Regions from separate parts of the Rattus norvegicus genome. Here region 1 is linked to region 2. Evidence: chromatin contacts called from public Hi-C data. All regions are on one chromosome and are shown on one strand. Each heading gives the region's core, a stretch centred on a gene start, on an enhancer-like site or on the middle of the called end of the contact. The rest is flanking DNA. Distances are from core to core; before and after follow the strand shown.

What was found. A called contact is a pair of places that touch in the nucleus more often than the background predicts.
Region 1: a Hi-C map of liver shows a contact between it and region 2, with 2.4 times the contacts expected there. The contact joins the promoter of Il2rb here to the enhancer-like site in region 2. A contact is called at or near these places in 3 of 12 Hi-C or Micro-C datasets (kidney and liver).

Annotation. Positions count from the first base shown.
Region 1 is chr7:111,926,550-111,931,093 of GRCr8, reverse strand. Il2rb (interleukin 2 receptor subunit beta) reads left to right here and starts at 2,557. Exons shown (of 10, transcript NM_013195.2): 1 at 2,557-2,634.
Region 2 is chr7:111,878,693-111,883,764 of GRCr8, reverse strand. All of the region lies in intron 10 of Tmprss6 (transmembrane serine protease 6), which reads left to right. It also overlaps a transcript of Kctd17 not described here. Among named protein-coding and RNA genes, the nearest start is that of Tmprss6, 21 kb to the left of the region's middle. Within about 2 kb of position 3,039, at least 13 of the 93 cell types and tissues checked have an H3K27ac peak or open chromatin away from gene starts, as enhancers often do. A contact at or near this core is called in liver, where this site is marked.

The sequences.
Region 1 (4,544 bases), core at 1,308-3,807, 48 kb before region 2:
AAGCTATGAGGACACTGGATCATTCCAAACTGGATCTGTGGTTTCTAACTTTGCCTAGGGACAATTATTCCCTTTGACTTTATATGTGCTTTAGTTTTTTAAAAACAGATTCTACTTATCTGGAGGGAGGAGCTAAGTCCAAAGTCTGCACGCAAAGCCAAGAGCCAGCCATCATGGCTTCCTAAGAAGCTTCTAGAAGTATTCAATTCTTAGGAAACCTGGCATGTCAATTTCCCTGTCACTGTGGGTTTTTTTTTACCTTCTTCTGTTATAGAAGAATCTTTTAGAGGAGGAGGGAGGTGGGACAGGAGAGAGTTGTTAGCCATTTCCTGTGGTTGTAACTCAGTGTGGTTGTAACTCAGTGTATCAGAGAACTAAAGCTCGTTGGGCCCACAGCTATGGACAGTGGCAGTGGGTAAGGCCTTCCTTCCACATCAGGGCAGGTGGAAGGCATCACATCGCTGGATGGAGGGCCATGCTGGCTCCTGTCTCTCTTCTATATCAGTGCCCCTGTAGGGAGCCACCTTCATGACCTTACTCCATGGTAATGGCCTCTGAGGTTTCTGTTCTCACAGATAATCAATATATGAATTTGGTGGGTTGGATTTCTAATGCATGAGCATTTGGGGAGCACATTCACACCCCGTCAAGGAGAACTGGCTTTTATCCCGTCTCCATGGATACCTTCCTGTGTGTCAGTCCTCGCCACTTGTCCAGGCAGGAACTGATAAAACCCCATTCCAGTCTGTCTGAGGCACCCCTCAGACAGCTCCTGTGTGATATTGCTATTAGAAGAGGGATGCAACCATGAGGGTACCACAGGGTCCAAGGATGAGTTTGTAGCTTGATGGGCTGTTAGGAGGTGGGAGGAGGTTATTGGAGTCAGGTCCCCGGGAACATGCCTTGGACAGACGGAGCCTGCTCCGCCTTCTCCCCTCCTTCCCTGCCTCCTGGTTGACCAGTTGGAGCCACTTTCCTCTACTCCCCCCATGATGGTGTTTCACTGTGGCAGATCTAAAACCCCAGGAGCTGGGCGACCAGAGACCAGACCCAAAAGCCACAAGAAATCTTCCCTCCTTTAAGTTGATTTTGTCACTGCTATGAGACTAAATTAGCATCTCATTTTACAGATTTGTGAACGGAAGCTCAGCGAGTTTAGGTCACACAGCAGGGGTGACCTCCCTACCAATGGCAGCCCATGTGTCTCCTTCCCTGGCTCATCTCAATCCTCTTTTTAGGGCCTTTTTAGGGTCTTTGATTCCACTTTCTAGCATTCCCAGATTTCTGGTCATTGTGTGTGTGTGTGTGTGTGTGTGTGTGTGTGTGTGTGTGCCTATGTTTCCCCATATCCCAGACAGGGCACCAATGACAGACCAAAGAAACAGCTCCACTAGAGTGCAGCGTGGTGAGCTATGAGTTTATTGTACACATTTATGGAGGGAAGGGTCGCTTACATGAGAACAGGTGACCCTCAAACAATTGTATCACTGCGAAGTCCCAGCCTAGCATGGACGATGGCATCCCCAAAGCTACGTAGATGGAGTCACTTCTTTGGCTAACCTGAGGTACCCCTGAGTCCAGTTACCTATAGCTGAGGCTGGACTCCAGGCGAGGGTCTGGTGCTACTTTCCTCTCCTTGTGAGGGGATGAACTTCAGCAGGGCCAACTGTGAGGTTCTCTTGTGGCAGCTACAGCTGCCCTGAGGAAGATGGTAATGGCTGTCATGTCCAGAGAACAGAGTTCTTGCGATGCTTCCCTTCTTTTTACAAAAAGCAGAAGCTCGACATATTTAATGCCCTAAGCCTGGCATTAAAACCAAGATGAAGGGGAGACAGAAACAGGGAGTCCCCTGGGCAGTGAACTCCTCCTGCCCTGTGATACTACATGTAAATAAACAATCATTCTTTCCAGAGAAATTCATGGCTTTGTTGTTAAAAATAAAAGCCATGAACTGAAGCCCCCCAAATCTCACCAAGAGAGGAACCTACAACTCTGAGAAGAAGAAGGTGATAGAAGGGCCAATCAGTGTCCATCAAACCGCTTGTCACGCCTCAGAACCGGTCACCTTTAAATGGTAGCTTGAGTGAAGGGCATTTCAGAAAACTGAGGTAAAGGGAGGCATGTAGTGGGGGCTGGAGGATGGCTAGAATGGGAATCAGCAAAAAGGATACCCAGACTCTAGGTCCTAGAGGGATGGTGCGTCTGTGGGTGGCTTCGGTGTTAGGACGTGCGTGTGTGCGTGTGTGTGACCAGAAGACGATGGTGTTAGGGTAGCATGCGTGAGATGCAGTGGGGGTGGTGTAGGCAAAGAAGGGCCTGCCCCCTCAGGTTCTGTACCACAGTGACTGTGTGAGTGTGCCACCACATTTGGTGGCTGCCCCTGGGCGTAGGAGGAGATCTTATCAGTGCTAGGTGTGTGTGGAGTTTCAGGCTACCTCATCACCCTCATCTCTCCACCTCCCATTGGGCCTTGCCCCTCATCCCCTATACAGGAAGTGGGCTCGCCCTGGGTTTCAGTCTGTTGCTGGCCTAGCTGTTGTCTGCTGCCTAAGCTGTGGAACAGGAGATGGCCGTGGACCCAGTCTCCAGTAGGACTGCAGGGAACATATCGTCACAACTCCATGTTGCAGCCAGGTGATGCCCCTGTGTGGTCCCCTGGGAGCCCAGGGCACCCCACTACCTCTTGCTGGTCATCCCAGGGGACAGGGAGCTGGGGAGGTACTCATCTCTGACTTGGTTCCCTTTGTAGTTTCTGTCTGGGCTTTGATGCTTAACCTTGTCTTAGGATCCTCTGGGGATGGGGGTAGCCTGGTTGCCATGGTTTCTCCTTTAAGAGTAAGCCCTTTCCAATGTCTGGACACAGTGGCTTCTTCCCAGTATATACTGAGGGAGGCTGTGAGCCATTTTGGCTCTGAGGGCCTTCCGCTGGGCCCTGTGTGATAATGTCTTAGCCCAGAAGGGTGGAGGAAAAGGTTAAGTAGCTAGAGTCAATGCTCAGAGGCTGTATGTTGTGTATGGGACAGGTGGGACCCAGCCCTGACTCCTGTGGCATGTCTCAGCCTAGGGAAAGCTCCTTAGTAAGGAAGAGAGAAGGAATCTCCCCTGGACCCTGGCTGTGTAGTCAGCTATGTTGATTGACAGGTTTCTAAGGGCCCTAGGCTGGAGGTCAGAGGTAGGGTTCTAGCTTAGATTTGTCTCTTACATTACTGAGTGGCTAGAGAAGTCAAGAGCATCTCCAGGCACTGGACTTCATCTCCGAGGCTGCCTGAGGTAGGAACTTCCCACCTTTAACTGTGTTTGTAGCACTTCAGGGCCAAGGTGGGTGGCTGAGCTATCTTGGAGGGTCCCCTTTCTTTCACACACTCCTCAGCTGAACAGCAAGAGGTGATCATGTGTGTGTGTGTGTGTGTGTGTGTGTGTGTGTGTGTGTGTGTGTGTGTGTCTTTGTGAATGTGTGTGTCTTTGGGGAGGTGGCCAGAGAAAGGATCTCTGAGGTCAAAGGTCACCAGGTCTAATAGACAAGCTCCTGCTTGTCATCCGCCCTCAGACGACCCTGGACTGCCCTGACTTATGGGACCTCAGACTGCCCCAGCACTGGGAAACCGGTTGGTTTATATCTTGATCTTCCCATATGGAAAGAGCAGTCACAGAGCCTGCTCTTGTGCTGTGAGACCACTCTGTGACATGTGTGGTTCAGTTTGACTCAGGGAGCATGACATGACTGTCACTCATGGCTGACCCTCCTCCATCAACATCATCATTGTACTGGAAATCAGGTGACCCAGTTAGAGCAGCCTTGTCAGGGCCTCAGTGGAGACATATGAGTCAGGGGTGGGAACGTCTGGTAGTTGTGAAGGACATGCGTGGGTGAGCCTCAGTGGACTCTGAGGTCTTGGGCTGTGCTTGCTCTGCCCAAGGCTGGCCTCATGCTGTGTGGTTTTGAGTGGTTTTCTTAGTCTCCCAGAGATTCCATTTCCCTCTTGCTGAAGGAGGCTGCAACCACCCTGACTGGTTGGAGCTACCCGGCCCCGAGCCTGACCCTTCCAGAACCTTCCATATGTTCTTCCAACACTGTTCATGATGGGTAGATGATCCGGTGGCTCTTCAGCCAGGGGTTGAGTGCCTTTTCCTAGACATTCTGTGCTTTTGGCTGGGGCTTGTGGTCTGGCCATAATCTTGCCCCTTTCCTTCCTCTTCCTCTTCCAGGGTTATATATTCCTGTCGTGTCTCTCCTATTTTGAGGCTGCTCAGATGTCTGGGTCTAATCCAATTTGCTGCCTCAATGAAGACCTACAGTGCTTCAGATCCTGTTGGGCTCATGAGGGGCTGTGGAAGCCCCTTGCCTGGGCTCTGCAGGGATCTATTAGGGCTCCCTTTCTACCCAAGCACCTGCAGGGGAGCTGATCCTCCAGGGCAGGGAGGTCCTGGGTGGAGCCTCAGCTCTGTAGACTTGGCCCTGGGAGCCTTGCTCTCCTTGTCTGTGTAGCAAAGACCAAACAGTTGCTGAGCTGCTGGCAAGAGCAGAGTAACTAGAAACACAAGGC
Region 2 (5,072 bases), core at 1,790-4,289:
CAAGCTGGCCCTGGGAGGTAGCCAAGGAGAGTGAGTGGAGGCTGAAGCCGGCAAAGCCTCTCCTGACTGTGCCTCCTGTTCTGCCCACCCCTAATCCAGCCCCTGCTTCTCCCGATGTCCAGCAGGCCTCAGCGGGCCTCCTCTCATCCTGTCCATCCCAGTTAGGGTAAATGGTGGAGCTGCCTTGGCGTCTGGAACCATATGGCTCCACTAACTGTGGGGATGGGGCACAGGGCACCCTAACACGGCTCCACCAACTGTGGGAACAGTCCGCAGGACACTTGAGAGCACATGGAGGCACTGTTGACCTTTCTCCCACTCCCCTACAGCCAGAGGACACCATTGTCTTTGCTGCCACTGGCTTCCACAGGGACAGCAGCCCTTGGGTCACCCTGTGCATTTCTGCTCCCTGCAGCATCCACCTGTTTGCTTGGTCTCGTGGCTAAGAACATGCAGGGGACAGAGGGAGCTGTGAAGTGAGGTGTGTGTGTGTGTGTGTGTGTGTGTGTGTGTGTGTGTGTGTGTGTGTGTGTGTCGGGGGACGGGGGGAGAGACTAGCCAGGAGGATGAAGATGGACAGTCCCCTATGGCCAGCAACTGACGATACTGCTTAGCCCCATTTGCTTGTTGGTTGATCTTATCCTAGATAGAGGGTGGCAGGGAGTGACAAAGCTTCTTTTTCCTATTTGTTGGGGACAGTGACAAAAAGGAGGTAAAATATCCATGGTGTGATGTGGGTCAGTGCTGTTGTAGTAAGTGGCCACTCTGTGACATAAACCTGAGACACCTAGGGATCAGAAGGTCCTCATGGGGACAGGTGTTGTCATGGGTGACCTTCTTCACAGGTCACCACGCCAGGAGTGCTGGCCTCTCATTTCCACATCAGAGCCCAGGGAATGCTGGCATTGGCCAATGACCAGACATGAATGAAGGTGCTGCGTTTTCAGGCATGACCCCTCTCTGGGTGTCATCACTATCTCTGAGAGGCCAGAGGGAGAGAGAACAGCCTGTGCCCAAGGCTATCCCATTAGTCTAGGCTGGCTCTGTGCCAAACGCTGTGGGTCGCAGAGCTCAGTGCTCAACACGAGCACCAAGTTCACTGGGGTAACTCAGACGGGTCACAGTAGAGCCCCTCCCAACGGTGGTCAGCTACAGGCAGGAAGACTGGGGTTCAAATCCTGACTCCCCTGTTTCCTTCTTAGGCAAAACTTACCTCACCCAGCCTCAGGAACTTTTCTGCTTATGCTGAGGCTCGGATGGGCTCTGAGGATGAAGTGCTCACCTAACATTTTACAATTCCTGGCCTCCACCCCGTAGCCCCCAGTAGCAGTCATTAAAAAAAAAAAAAAAAAAGCAATGGGCATGCAAGATGGCTGAATGGGTAAAGAGGCTTGCTGCCAAGTTTGAGGATCTGAGTTCAGTCCCTGGGACCAACAGGGTGGAAGGGAGGAACTGACTCCAGGAAGTCATTCCTTGACCTCCACAGAGCTGTTGTCCCAAATAAGAGTGCTTTTCTATCACATAGAAACAAACAAAGCAAAGGGCACAAAACAGACCACTTCTGCAGAGGACTAAATAAGATGGTGGGTGAAGAAGGTACCAACAATTGCTAACTGACTCATACTCTGTGCCACACAGGCAAGGAAAATGGACTATGTGCTCCCCACCGTCTAGCAAGGGAGGTATACTAGACCCTGTCCCTACCTGCTTCTGTGGCTGTAACAAAATCGCCAAGGCAGAGTGGTTTATAAAGAATAGAGGTTTGCTTAGCTCCTTGTTGTGAAGGCTGGAAATCTAAGAGCAAGATCTAAGAATCTGGCTTTCTGCTGAGTCATAACGTGGCAGAGGGTGTCTTGAGATGAGGCAGGGACAAACGGGCTTGAGGCCACCCGTCATGGCTTCTATTCCTTTGTCTGCTAGACTAATTAATGCATTCAGCAGGTGCAGCCCCTGACCCGATCACTTCCTCAAATGTCCTTCCTCTAAATACCATTAGCATTTGGAGATCCAAGCATGGATTTTGGTTTCAAGTATGGATTTCAGGGACTTGTTGGACAAACCTCACAGCTTGTGGGAAGCCTGAGGCTCAGAGGCTGAGTCATTTGCTAAAAGCCCCTGTGGCTTGTGACATCATCACTGAGCTCAGGCAGCCCCTCCACCCCCACCCCAAGCATGACCGGCCAGCACGTTCTCTCTCTTTCTCTCTCTGTCTCTCTCTCTGTGTTCTCTCTCTCTCTGTGTGTTCTCTCTCTGTGTGTGTTCTCTCTCTCTCTCTCTCTCTCTCTGTTTCTGTGTGTGTGTGTGTGTGTATGTGTGTGTTGAGAGGGAAAGGGAGAGGGAGAGAGAGGGTGGGGGGGAGAGTGCTCAGCTGTGTGGTGTTTCCTCATGAAGACTCCAGGCAGCCTGTGAAGGCTGTCATTTCTCAGTAGAGCTATTACCAGCCTGGGCACCTGCCTGGCAGTGAGAGGTCCCCTAGTAGAGAACCAATTCCTTGCCCCATACAGTGCCTGGTGGAAGGTAGGGCTTGATGGGAAGTATACGACAGAGGCCTGGGGCCTGGTCTCCTCCGGTTACTGTGGGCTGATAGAGATAACGTCATTGTTGGGAAATTCTCTGAAGAGTGTGTCCTGGAAAATCTGCTGTGTGGGTAGCAGGGGCCTGAGAGATGAAGGAGGGGAGAGGGAGACCAGGTCCTTTGGTCCAGCAATTGATGGGGACAGGGGAGAGATGGCTTAAACCCTGCTCCCAGTGCCAGTCTAGTGACAAGAGGCTCTTCCCCTGGCTGGGCACCCTTGGTCCCCACCCTGTCTGTCCATTTTCTTTTCTCCCAGATCTGCCTGCTGTCTTGCTGTCCTGGCGGTGTCCTCTTGCCCTCCAGTGGCCTGCAGGTGGTGAGGGCTCTTGTCCTTTTAAGATCTAGCTGCTTGCTGCTGGGTTTCGCAGAACCTCATTGCTGGGCGCTACCGCAGTGCTGGCTTCCCCCCTTCCAGGAACCTGCCCACATTTCCTCTCCCGTGATGTCACTCTCCTGTGACCTGCCTGACCCTTTCTGCTAACTCCCAGTCATGAGATAAGGCAGAGCTACAGGCTCCAGAGGCCCATGGCCGCCCCTGTAGCTTGGCCTGGCTCTAAATGGTCTTTGTTTCTCCAAGGCCCTGAAGACTAGTGCCACCTGCAGTCACCCAGTGTCAGGTGCTGTGCCCCAAACCATTTTTCCAGATCCTCTGAAATATCTGCAAGGAGGTAGGGGCAGAGGATGGCTCTCTCCTGACTACAGTGCGGCCACCACTTACTGAGGCCTGAAGTTTGCTGAAGTCACAGAACTTGTCTGGTGGCAAAGTTAAGTGGAGCCCAGCTCTGCAGTGCTCGTCAAATATTCTAGCCACTACAGAGCAGGCCCTCTGTCCTCAGCTTGTCTTTAGAAAAAGCCACGTCTGAATTGAGGCCTGGCCCCTCCCTGCTCCTTTTCTCCCGCCCATGCTTCCGCCCATCCACCCATCCACCCAGCATCTCTCCAACTCCTCTGTGGGAAGCTCCTGATGTGCCAGATTGACAGGTACTCACTGTGCATCTGGATGAGGCCCGAGACCACTCCGCCCCCCCACCCCAAACTTTCAGGGTGGAGTGGGGGAGCAAGGCAGGCCACATGGTGCCCCAGCACCTTCTGACTCCAGCACTTAGCTGCTGAGGTGAGGACAGGAGGAATGGAGGGGTCAGAAACTTGGAGGGCCACACCTGGGAACATATGCTGTATGCCCGAATCTTACTTTTGTTCTGGGATGCTTCTTGGGGCCCTTCCCTAGGAAGGCAATGCATGATAACCATAAGTTTATCGTAACCATAACCCGAGTTTATATATTTATAATAACACCCTCATGGATCAATAGGGTTCCTCTTAGCTTGAAAGGGGCTGGGCTTGCTCCAGGGCGCCCCCTAGTGGCAATCTCATCTGTCAAGGGCGGTTAGGCTCTGACTCTCCCTCCCCTCCATTCTCCTCTCCAAGGCTTTTTTTTTCTTTTTACACAGACCAGCACTTGCGGGTTAAATTCCTGTGTCAGGAGTTAAACCTGATTAGTTCAGAAATGTGTACTTCATCAGTTCCCTCTCAGTTTCTCATGGTAATCTGTGATCGGAAAATAGTTAAGTGGAAAATTCCAGAAGTGAATCGGTTTCATTAGCTACCGCTTTCTTTTAGAAGCCAATTTACAAAAGAGAGACTTAACGTCAACAGATGTGTATGAGCAGAGCGTAGTATAGATAGTGTTTGCCGCGGCCTGGGATTTCTGGTGTCCACGGGGATCTGGGAATGTCTCCCACGCATAAGAGGAAACTACTGTGATTTCTTTAAAATGCATGCTTTAATGTAAATAACATTTAAAAAAAATCACATTTCCCAAATGTCCTGCCCACTTCCTGCGGCTGTTCTCTGAGGATAACAATACAGGATTCTATCTTTTTATTCACTGGGAGCCCACGTTTCCTTGGCTTGAAAAAGGGCGCGGGGTGGGGGTGGGGGACAAAGATGAAGAGGACAAAGACCTAGGTTTGCTCCGTGCGCCCCCTGGTGGCGATCCTTTCTTTGACGAGCAGCTTGGCTGTTGGGATTCTGGGGCTCAGAAAAACAATTCCTTTTCAGGACCCCTTAATTTGCCTTGAAACAATGGGACATCCCAACGTCTAGTGACACAAATATGGACCCTTCAAATCGTTTGCAGATTCTTTAATAACTGGCTTAATAGAGCAGGCCTGGTACCTTCACACACCCATCTGCCCTCAGTTATGGGGCACCAACCAGTTACCTAGCTGGAAAGTTGTGAGAGAGGGGGGAGGGAGGGTCAAACGGGATTAGAGTGTCACCACAGAGCCGACTTTTAGTCTCTCAGGGGTCTCTGGACTGTGCTTTAAGAACTACTCATGGGTGTAGGTTACAGATGCAAGCCTACATCTCCAGAGCTCCTCCTGCCCTGAACTGGGTTGGAGGGGCCAGACTTTTGCTCCACTTTGCAGTTTCCCAGTCATCTCCGCCCATGGGCTGAGTGTGCCTGCCATATTGTTTGGTGGCCACTGTGTTT